Linked DNA regions of Mus musculus: region 1 is linked to region 2. The links are chromatin contacts, called in public Hi-C maps. All regions are on one chromosome and are shown on one strand. The core of a region is the stretch at or near the end of the contact, and the rest is flanking DNA. Distances in the headings are between cores, read along the strand shown. Region 1 overlaps Plxna1 (plexin A1). Region 2 overlaps Kbtbd12 (kelch repeat and BTB (POZ) domain containing 12).

Region 1 (4,583 bases), core at 628-3,127, 790 kb after region 2:
GTTCCTAGTGCACTCCTAATGGGGTCTCTGTGCACATGTGGGTAATGAGGTTCTTTTGCATACATATGATGGGATCTCTGTGTATACACATGGAACAGGTTCCTATATGTATACATATAGTGTCCCTATGATCATATGTGCAATGGATGTATCCATGACAAGTTTTTGTGCACACACCAGTTGATGGGGCTCCTGTGTACACACTTGGGACAAGGGCCATAGACCTCACATGTGATGATGGGATTACTGTGCACATATGTGATAGGGCCTCAATGTGCATATGTGTGAACGGGGTCTCAGTGTATACATGTGATAGGACCCTGTGTGTACATATGTGTGATGATGTGGCCTCTGCATACCCATGTATAATGGGGCATATGTATGTACATACATGTGCTAGTCTCTGAATATGTGATGTTCCTTTGTATACACATGATGAGTGTGTGAGCACATGGACATGTGTAGTAAAGCCTGTGAACACGTGATGGGCTCTCCATTCGTACGTATATAATGGGTTCCTATATACATGTATAGATAGTCCCCAGGACAATGCATCACACAGTCCTTAAGGGCATATGTATGAAGGGGAAACTATACACATGTAGGATATGATCCATGTGCACACATGTATGATGAGGTCCCCATGTACATGTGTTTGATAGGACCTATGCAAGCACATGTAGTGGAGACCCTATATACACACATATGATGAAGTCTCTGTATATACCTGTTTGATGGAGTTGCCAGATGATAAAATTCCCCCAGGATATATGTGTGTGATGTGACCCTGTCTATACATGTATGTAATGGAGCCCCCCAAGCATATGTAACAGGGTCTCTGTATAAATACATGTGTGAAGGGGGTCCCCATTGTATATACCTACGTAATGGTGGTTACTGTGGATATATGCATTTGATGGGGTCCCCAGGTGCAAACATGAGGGGAACACCTGACTGGAATGATGGTCCCCAAGTCATGCTGTATCCCACCAAGCTAGAGTCACTAAAGTACAGCCAGCTTCATCAGACCACACAGACAGTAAACTGTATCTCAGAGAGCCTGTGAGAAGAACCAAGTTCTAGGTACCTGATTGTAACTGGGAACACAGTCTGCCCTGGAACATTGGGGAGCTGGCCAGGAGGGCATCCCAGGAGGGCAAGAGCAAGAGCTTTAGAAGGCAGAGTAGGCACAGGGCCAGGGCAATAACAGCAGGGCAGCACTGACATGGCAGCAGAGCCCACGTGCCAAGGGCTTAGCCCACAGCTGTCCACTCTAGGGCCACCTACCTGGAGACAGCTGCTCTGGCAGTCCCTTGCAAAGCAGCTGGGCAACTGGTGAACATGGGAAGGCATGGACTGGGGCATCCTGGGTATCCTTACCATCTCCAGCTGTTGCCTTCTTGTTTCTCATTCTTTTCCCCAGACACCAGAATCCTCTATAACTGAACAGCACAATGCCTCTAGAAGCTGTGGTGGAACCACCTAGCCTCCTTGGACACAGCCCCAAGCTGCACCAACACTTACCCTATCTTGGTGACATAGTCTTTTCCATCCTGCCTGTGCTTCTTAAGCCTCAGGTCTCTATCCTATCTGCCAAGATGGACCTGAAATCTGAGCTGACCCAAGAGAGAAGCCAGGTCAGACTCTGATCTCTCCAATGGACAGGAGCACCCTGCCCATGGATCCCAGGAACTGCAGGAGAGGCCATACAGAGGGAACCTGGTCAGGCTGGAGAGGAGGCTGTCACCCGTGGGGAAGGCCAAAGCCTCCAGGCTTGCCAGCCTGCCTGCTAGGCTCCAATCACCTCTAAGGCCCTGGCCAACTGCTGCAGGGCGGGTGGGCAGGCAGCTGACAGCCTGGCCAGGTCAGCTGTCCGTCCAGCCCTGAGCCAACAATGGGGCCATTATCCAGACCGAGGGCAGGCGGGTTGCTGAAGAGGATGTCTGGGCTATCCAGGCTGTATGCCAAGGCCGGCACGCGCCCTAGCTGCCCGGAGGCAGGGGGCTGCCCAGTTTTGCCCAACCTAAGAGAGGAGGTCCCTTGCTCCGCTTGCCCCAAGATAGCAGATTGGGCTGACCCTACAAACTACTTAGCCCTGGCCTCCCTGTTTGTGAGAGTGTACTGGGTGATCTCACTCTCCAGGACAGGGTCTAGAGGAGAGAAGAGATCAGGGGCAGCAGCCAGTGAGCATAGTAGTTTCTGCAGATAAAACTGCCAAGCCTGTCTTCTGTAGGAGGTTGTCATAGAAGGGGCTACATAAGGCAGCCTCCATTCCCATAAAGGCCCTTCCTCTAACCCCCGATCACCACCACCCTCAAAGACCAGGCAGTTTGACAGTATAAGAGTAGCTGGCACTTAGCTGTCCATACCTGGATGACAAAACATGGTTTGCAGGTGCCCAATAGCTATAATTGGGTCAGGTATAGGCAGGGGTTCCAGGGGTTACTTCTTTCACCTCTAACTCTGTCACACATAAAAGAGGCTAGAGCTCTAGGCAAAGGACAGTTGGGGCTGTGAGGACCAGCTAGCTGTAGCCCGCTCCAGCACTGACCTTCCCCACACAGTGGATCACTCAGGCCAATACTCACCTCTTGGGACTGAGAATTCAGAGGCTAGCAGTTCTACAGGAGGGAGCATCTGATTGGAGGTTACTTGGAGACTCTCTGCTATGGCCCCACTGTTTCCCACTCATAGAACATGTTTCCTAGGACAGCCCTGGGCTACACTACTGTGGCCTCCTCTGCCATGGATGGAACCTAACTGCTCCCAGAGGAAGAGCTGCCCAGGGTGGGTACTAGGAGTAAAACACATTAAGAGTGACTTCCATGTGCATCTGGGTAGCCTGTTGGCCACTAGGAGCTAATATGCCATCAGCCTGGGGCTAGTAGCTAGATAGCACTGATCAGGTCTGTGTCTTGACTCAGCCCCTGATGGCAGGTCTCCTTTAGAACCAGCAAGAAGGAAGCAGTGCTCCCAGGAGACACAGATGTCTGCTCAGCACTACGAGAGTACATGGGTGCCACAGGGGCACATCTACTCCACAGAAGGCAGACAGCCTGGGCCCCTCCATTTCCTACTTACAATTAGCAGGGAGAGAAAACAGAAATGGGTCCCACCTAGTGCTTGGAACAAGACATTAGTTGAGAAGTTGAATGGAAAGACCAAGATCAAAGCCCTGCAACTCTTCCCGACACTGTCAGAACCTATGCCCCAAAGGCTAGGTCCTTGGAGCAATGCTGCATGAAACACTGCATGGCAAGCAGAGGGTTGCATGCTTGACCTGTATGTGGCCCACAGTGTGGAACTCACAGACCCAGAGCAGGCCACAGCTTGGCACTGTGGTCAGGATGAGCCTGGTGGCAGCTGAGCAAAAGACACAAAGGAAATGCACATGACTCAGCCCATTCCCAGAACCTTAGCCACAAAGGGTCAGCCAGGGCATCCCTGGAGTAGGCAGAGCCTGGGAGGGGCTCTGGAGATGGTGATGTTGGTGGTGTGTCCTCCAGTGAGCCTTCACCATGGGCTCCATTATGGGTGCCTCTGAGGACACAGGGTCTCTAGCAGGGCTGGGTGCAGAGGAAAAAAGGGCAAGCTGGAGGCATCCAAGGTCAAGGGCCTGTGTTGGCAGGCAGGGCTGCTTGTCCCCAGGCAGCCAGGCTGCAGCAGCACAGACTCTGATAGCAGCAGAGACAGCTGTAAATGAAGGCCACTGGCACATTGGAAGTGCAGAGTAAGCCAGTTGGAGGCTTCACTCGTGCTCCAGGCTTTAGATGTGCTGAGCAGAGCTGTGCTCACCCCTCAGAACATCATCTGGAGACACTGTGATTAATACCCTGGGAGCATACACCCTTGGGAGGCCAGATATCTCTGCCTGGACAGATGGGGCAGCACAGGCTGAAGAGTAAGGCCTTCAAGGCTTGTGAACATGGTCTGGCAGGACAATGGGCACCGCAGCCACACCTGTTCCAAAGGGTCACAGCAGCAAGAGGGCAAGAGAGAATGGTGGTCCTGGGTCATAACTGGAAGACCACTACCCCATCCTACCCCGACCCCAGTCCCATCTTCCACCCTCTCCAAGCCTCTGGCCAACTCACAGGGAGGCTTGGGCTCATGCAAGTCCAGGAAAGGAAAGAGGCTCAGGGGAGGCTGGCTGATCAAGGTAGACCTCCTCAATGGTTGGGCCCCATCAGGCCCCTGAGTAGATGAGTGCAGCCTCAGGTGCCGCCTGAGGTCCTTCCTTTCCTCAGCCCTGTCATGCCTTTTCTCAGCTGTACAATGCCACAGCATGGCTCTCTGGCCCCAAACTAGTGCTTCATATGCACATTAGGTGGTTTCCAGAGGTTTCCAGAAACAAGGGGTTAATTGCCAACATTGAACACTCTCTCATACATTAAAAAACCCCACAGATAATCTAGATTATCCTGAAAAAAAAAAAAGAAACAATAAGCAAACAAGCAAAAATGCCCTAGCAAAAGAGGCTATATTCTACCTGGCACACTTACCAGGGGACCTGCTGGACCTCAGCCCTGGAGTGTAAGTGGACAGGGTCACTGTCCTGGGGTCCCTTCCTTCCCTGAAGTATA
Region 2 (4,593 bases), core at 1,480-3,979:
CAGCCTGCTTTCTTATAGAACTTGGAACCACCAGCTCAGGGATGGTACCACCCACAATGGGCTGGGCCCTCCCACACCAGTCACTTAAGGAAATGCCAGATCTCATGGAGGCATTTTCCCAGTTAAGATTTCTTCTTTTCAGATAACTTAAGCTTGAGTCAAACTGACATAAAGCTACCCAAGGCACAGTGGTACAGAGGGTGAGGTGGGAGATCATTGCAGCCCATACATTCAGTACTAGCCCGGGCAGAGCAAGACCTTGTATTAAAAAATTAAAAAACAAAACAATAACATATGATTGTTAATAGAAGGACAAACACTTTCAATTGTGCAAGTTTGCCTGGTGTCAATAAAAAGACGACGTTAATGGGCACTAGTTGGTAATTAGCTGTTGAGATAATGACCTGGTCCTTTGTATAACCATTTGAGAAACATTCACTGGTTTCATCATTCATGGGGAAGGCAATGGGTGCAGACAAGCTAATCAACTTGCCTAGTGGAACACTGCTTTGAGTGAGCTAGATAGTATGATCAGTGAGTTTAATCACAGAAACACGGAACCCTGTGTCAAACAAGTAAAAGTACGCATCCACCCAAAAATTCTAGAGTGTGTGCATTAATGAACCATGGCTTGGGGCGAGAGAAAATCTCAATAGAGCAGAGATTACAGAGGGCGTGTACCTGCCCAGAACACAACTGAATTCAGATTTTACCGCAGAAGGACAAACAGCGGGATGGAGATGGGAAAGAACTGTCAGAGAGGCTTCCTGATGCCACCTGGGATCTGGTGTGACAAGGCAGTAGGATCGTTAGGTAATACAGCAGCATGGGGACGAGGCAGGGTGGGGGCAGGGCTAACCCAGCCACCCAGTAAAAGATGTCTGCTGAAGTATAGGTGAGGGAAATGGCCTGACTCTTACATTTCTCTAACAGTATTTCAGATAGAGCAAAAAGAGAAGTCAATTTAGTGGGGCCCTGTCTCCAAATAAAAAGTTGGGGAAGAAAAAGAGGGTTGGTGATATAATAGCTCAGTGGTAGAGCAGGGCCTGGCATGCATCAGGCCCTCGGTTCAATCCCCAGTACAGAAAAAAAGAATCAGTATGACCTTGATGAAATTTATATGCTACAATTCTAGGTCAAATTGGAAAGGGTTTACAGCTTAGCAGCGACCCTAATTAGACACTAATTAGATATACTTGCCAATCTTGGGAGCTGGGGAGGCTTTATTATCTTTTGAAATCCCAGTGACTATACTAGCCTCATGGAAAGCAGGAAGTCACGTTGGACTTCTGACCTCAAATCAAGAACTTTCAAAAGTGTGACAGAGTCCTTTGCGCCAAGTTGAAAACTGTTTCTGAGAGTTTCTCTGGTGCTCTTCGGAGCTCCTTCCCGCTCCTTCCCTGTCCTCTGATCCGGGTGCTGAATCCAGTGCTGTCCCTGTCTTTTCAAATATGCCTTCAAGCGTCTCTTCTGCGTGCTCTACCTCCATTTACAGGGTTTCTGGGATGACTCTGAACTCCATACTCTGCCATTTCAAAGTTGGATACTGTTTTAACTCAAGACTCGTTTGGAATGTTTAAGAGTTTGCAGCTGAGGGCTGGAGATGGCTTAGCAGTTAAGAGTGAGGGTATGTCCACTGCTCTTGTAGAGGACCCAGGTTCAGTTCCTAGCAGCAAGTTGGAGGGCTCACAAAAACTGCTTGTTATTTGAGCTATAGGAGATGTGGTGCCCTCTTCTAGACTGTATGGGTATTGTATCCGTACATGAACACACACAGACATGCTCGTGAACACACATACTTGAAAATAAAATAAAAAAAATTTAAAAGCTGATAGGCTCACCACTGAGTTTTAAAGATGAACACAATGGTATTTGTCTATCCTTTGATCATAAATTTAAAAAAAATAAAATTTACTTATTGTGTGTATGTGTGTGAGTAGTTGGCTCTCCTCCCCCACCACCCTTGTCCCACTATATGGGTTCCAAGTATTGTATTTGGGTTGTCAGTCTTGGTGACAAGGACAGCTTCATCAGCCCCTGAGCTATTATTTAACTAGCTTTAAAAAATGTTAGCATTGTGGACAGATGTACAGTTTCTGTAACTTCTACTGTTGTGTCACCTTCCGAGTGGCAGGAAGGATGCCTGGCCCTACCGTGGGGGTATGGAGTATGGGTGCAGCAGGAGGGAGCCTTGCACTGCCTCAGCAAGAATAGGAGAGGCGTGGCCAACCGACAGCAGCCCTGCACAGCTGGAGTCATCCTGTGGGTTCATTCTGCAAGCTGATGTAACTGCTCCTGCTCTCTGGGACTGTCAGGGATGTGCTTTTTAGCACAGCCACACTCAAGATCTGGTTTTCTTTTGTCTTTCTGGGAAGAAGGTCCCTGAGTCTACATTTAGATGAAAGTAGGCAGACCTCTCATTGCTGCCTTTTCTGGATTCACTTCCCCATCTTCCTCATGCTGTATTTATTTTAAATACATGTGTGTTGCCATTGTTCCCAGGAGCCTGTTATTCCAGACATGGGATAAAATCACTGTATTAGTCTTAAACGGAAGGTGATAGCAGATAGGCTCTCCCTCAGAGAGGAGGTGCACTATCACACACCCTCTGTGTGACCCCAGGTTGTCACCACCCCCAACAGGTTGGTGTGGCAGCTTGGTTCATCCTCTTGGTGTCACTCTTGGTACTCTTCTAAGCTCAGGGCTTGGAGAACCAGGAAAGGGGCTGGCACTTGAGATGACCTACTTAGGATGAAATATCATCACACTAGCAAGGAAAAGGCACAGGAGGCAGAACCCCATGTCAGCTCTTTTCAATCCAGGTACTCCCCAAAAATAGATGCACCACATGCGGCAGTATCATATTCCCTGAAGGAGTCAGGCAAGCCTGAGTGGCATGTCTCCAGCAGCCAGTGGTTCAAGAAAACTGTCTCATAGGAAAATGGGCTCTGCTATACCAAGGAGTAAATGAGATATGGGCATGAGGTTTGAGGTAAAGAAGGCAGTGGAAGCCCATGTATGCGGCAGACTGCCTTGGGATACACCCCATGCTTTTTAGGGCGTGCTCTGTGCAGTGAAAGTACTTCAGTGGAAACATCAGGGACCATTTTCATCTAGGTGTTATTCTTTTTTTTTTTTTTTTTTTGGTTTTTTGAGACAGGGTTTCTCTGTATAGCTCTGGCTGTCCTGGAACTCACTTTGTAGACCAGGCTGGCCTAGAACTCAGAAATCCGCCTGCCTTTGCCTCCCGAGTGCTGGGATTAAAGGTGTGCGCCACCACACCCGGCTAGGTGTTATTCTTAAAGTGATTGGAAAAGTGGGAAGAGTGTTTGGGGAGACTGTACACTGTTTTCCACTGATTTTCAGTGAAATGCTGACTTGCTGGGTTTCATTATAGGAATAGTATTACTATTTAATTTTTTTTTAGATTTATTTTTTTCATTTTAAATTCTCTCTGTCTCTCTTGCATCCATCTGTCTGTCTGTCTGTCTGTCTGTCTGTCTGTCTGTCTGTCTCTCTGTGAGTCTCTCTCTCTCTCTGGGAGTGTGTGTGTGTGTGTGTGTGTGTGTGTGTGTGTAGTGCCCACAGGAGCCAGAAGAGGATGTCAGGTCCCCTGGAGTGATAAGCAACTGTGAGCTGCCTCACTTGGGTACTAGGAACTGAACTCTGGAAGAGTGGTACCCACTACCGAGCCAAGCCAGCCCTACAGAAATGGTATTGAGGACATTTCCCACTGACTTCTGTAAGATGAGCCTTGCCTCTGTTGTGCTGATTTCTACTTTATTCAGTTTCTGTTCTGTGCCATTGTTGTCATCGATGTGACTGAACACCTGACAAGAAGTATCTTAAGGAGGAAGGATTTTTTTCCTGAGCTCAGAGTTTCAGGGAACATAGTCCATCATGCTGGTGGCTTCATGGTGGTGGGAGTGAACAGTGTCTTGCTCTGTCATGTGTAGGCAGACCAGGAAACAGACTAAAAGCAGGATGGGCCATAAACTGGAGGTCTCCTCCGCCAGAGACCCTCCCACCTAAAAGTGACATAGTCTCCTAAAACAGTGCCAGCAGCCGGGGACCAAGTCTTAACACATACGATCCTGAGGGGAGCAGATCACAGAAAAACTGTAACATAGATTTATTTCAATTCCCACCTCACTGTGAGGTGTGATCTGCATTCTTCCCTGCTAGTGAACGGCTCTGCAGAGGGGAAGGAGCCCCCTCACTGCCTGTGATGCTCTGGCCTACTGGATGTGCGAATCAACAGAGAAGTGTCCAGCCTACTTTGGCTTATTCTCAGTCAGGGATGTGACCTGCTCTTCTGGTGGTAAGTGAATTGCCTGTCAGTGAAAGCAAAGGATTAACCAAACCCTGACTCAGGAAGAAGGAGGGGGAAGAGGAGCGCTGTGACCAGCAGGTGACAGTCTGTCCACAAGGATAAAAGAGCAGCAAGCGCTCTGCAGGCAGAGTGGGAAGGAGAGGGTCTTCATGATCCCACAGGGCACACAAGATGGGATCACACGGACAGGCGTGTGTGACAGCATTCTTGCCTGGACCACACATTTAATTAGTTAAGAATTTCATAAAATTGAAAGAATG

Evidence for each region. Hi-C and Micro-C count contacts between places; a contact is called where the count stands out from the background.
Region 1: a contact with region 2 is called in a Hi-C map of cerebellum, with 2.7 times the contacts expected there. The contact joins two enhancer-like sites. A contact is called at or near these places in 2 of 484 Hi-C or Micro-C datasets (cerebellar granule neurons and cerebellum).

Annotation. Positions count from the first base shown.
Region 1 is chr6:89,346,759-89,351,341 of GRCm38.p6, forward strand. All of the region lies in intron 3 of Plxna1 (plexin A1), which reads right to left. Among named protein-coding and RNA genes, the nearest start is that of Gm40415, 12 kb to the right of the region's middle. Within about 2 kb of position 1,878, at least 57 of the 459 cell types and tissues checked have an H3K27ac peak or open chromatin away from gene starts, as enhancers often do. A contact at or near this core is called in cerebellum, where this site is marked.
Region 2 is chr6:88,555,497-88,560,089 of GRCm38.p6, forward strand. All of the region lies in intron 5 of Kbtbd12 (kelch repeat and BTB (POZ) domain containing 12), which reads right to left. Among named protein-coding and RNA genes, the nearest start is that of Sec61a1, 39 kb to the left of the region's middle. Within about 2 kb of position 2,730, at least 22 of the 459 cell types and tissues checked have an H3K27ac peak or open chromatin away from gene starts, as enhancers often do. A contact at or near this core is called in cerebellum, where this site is marked.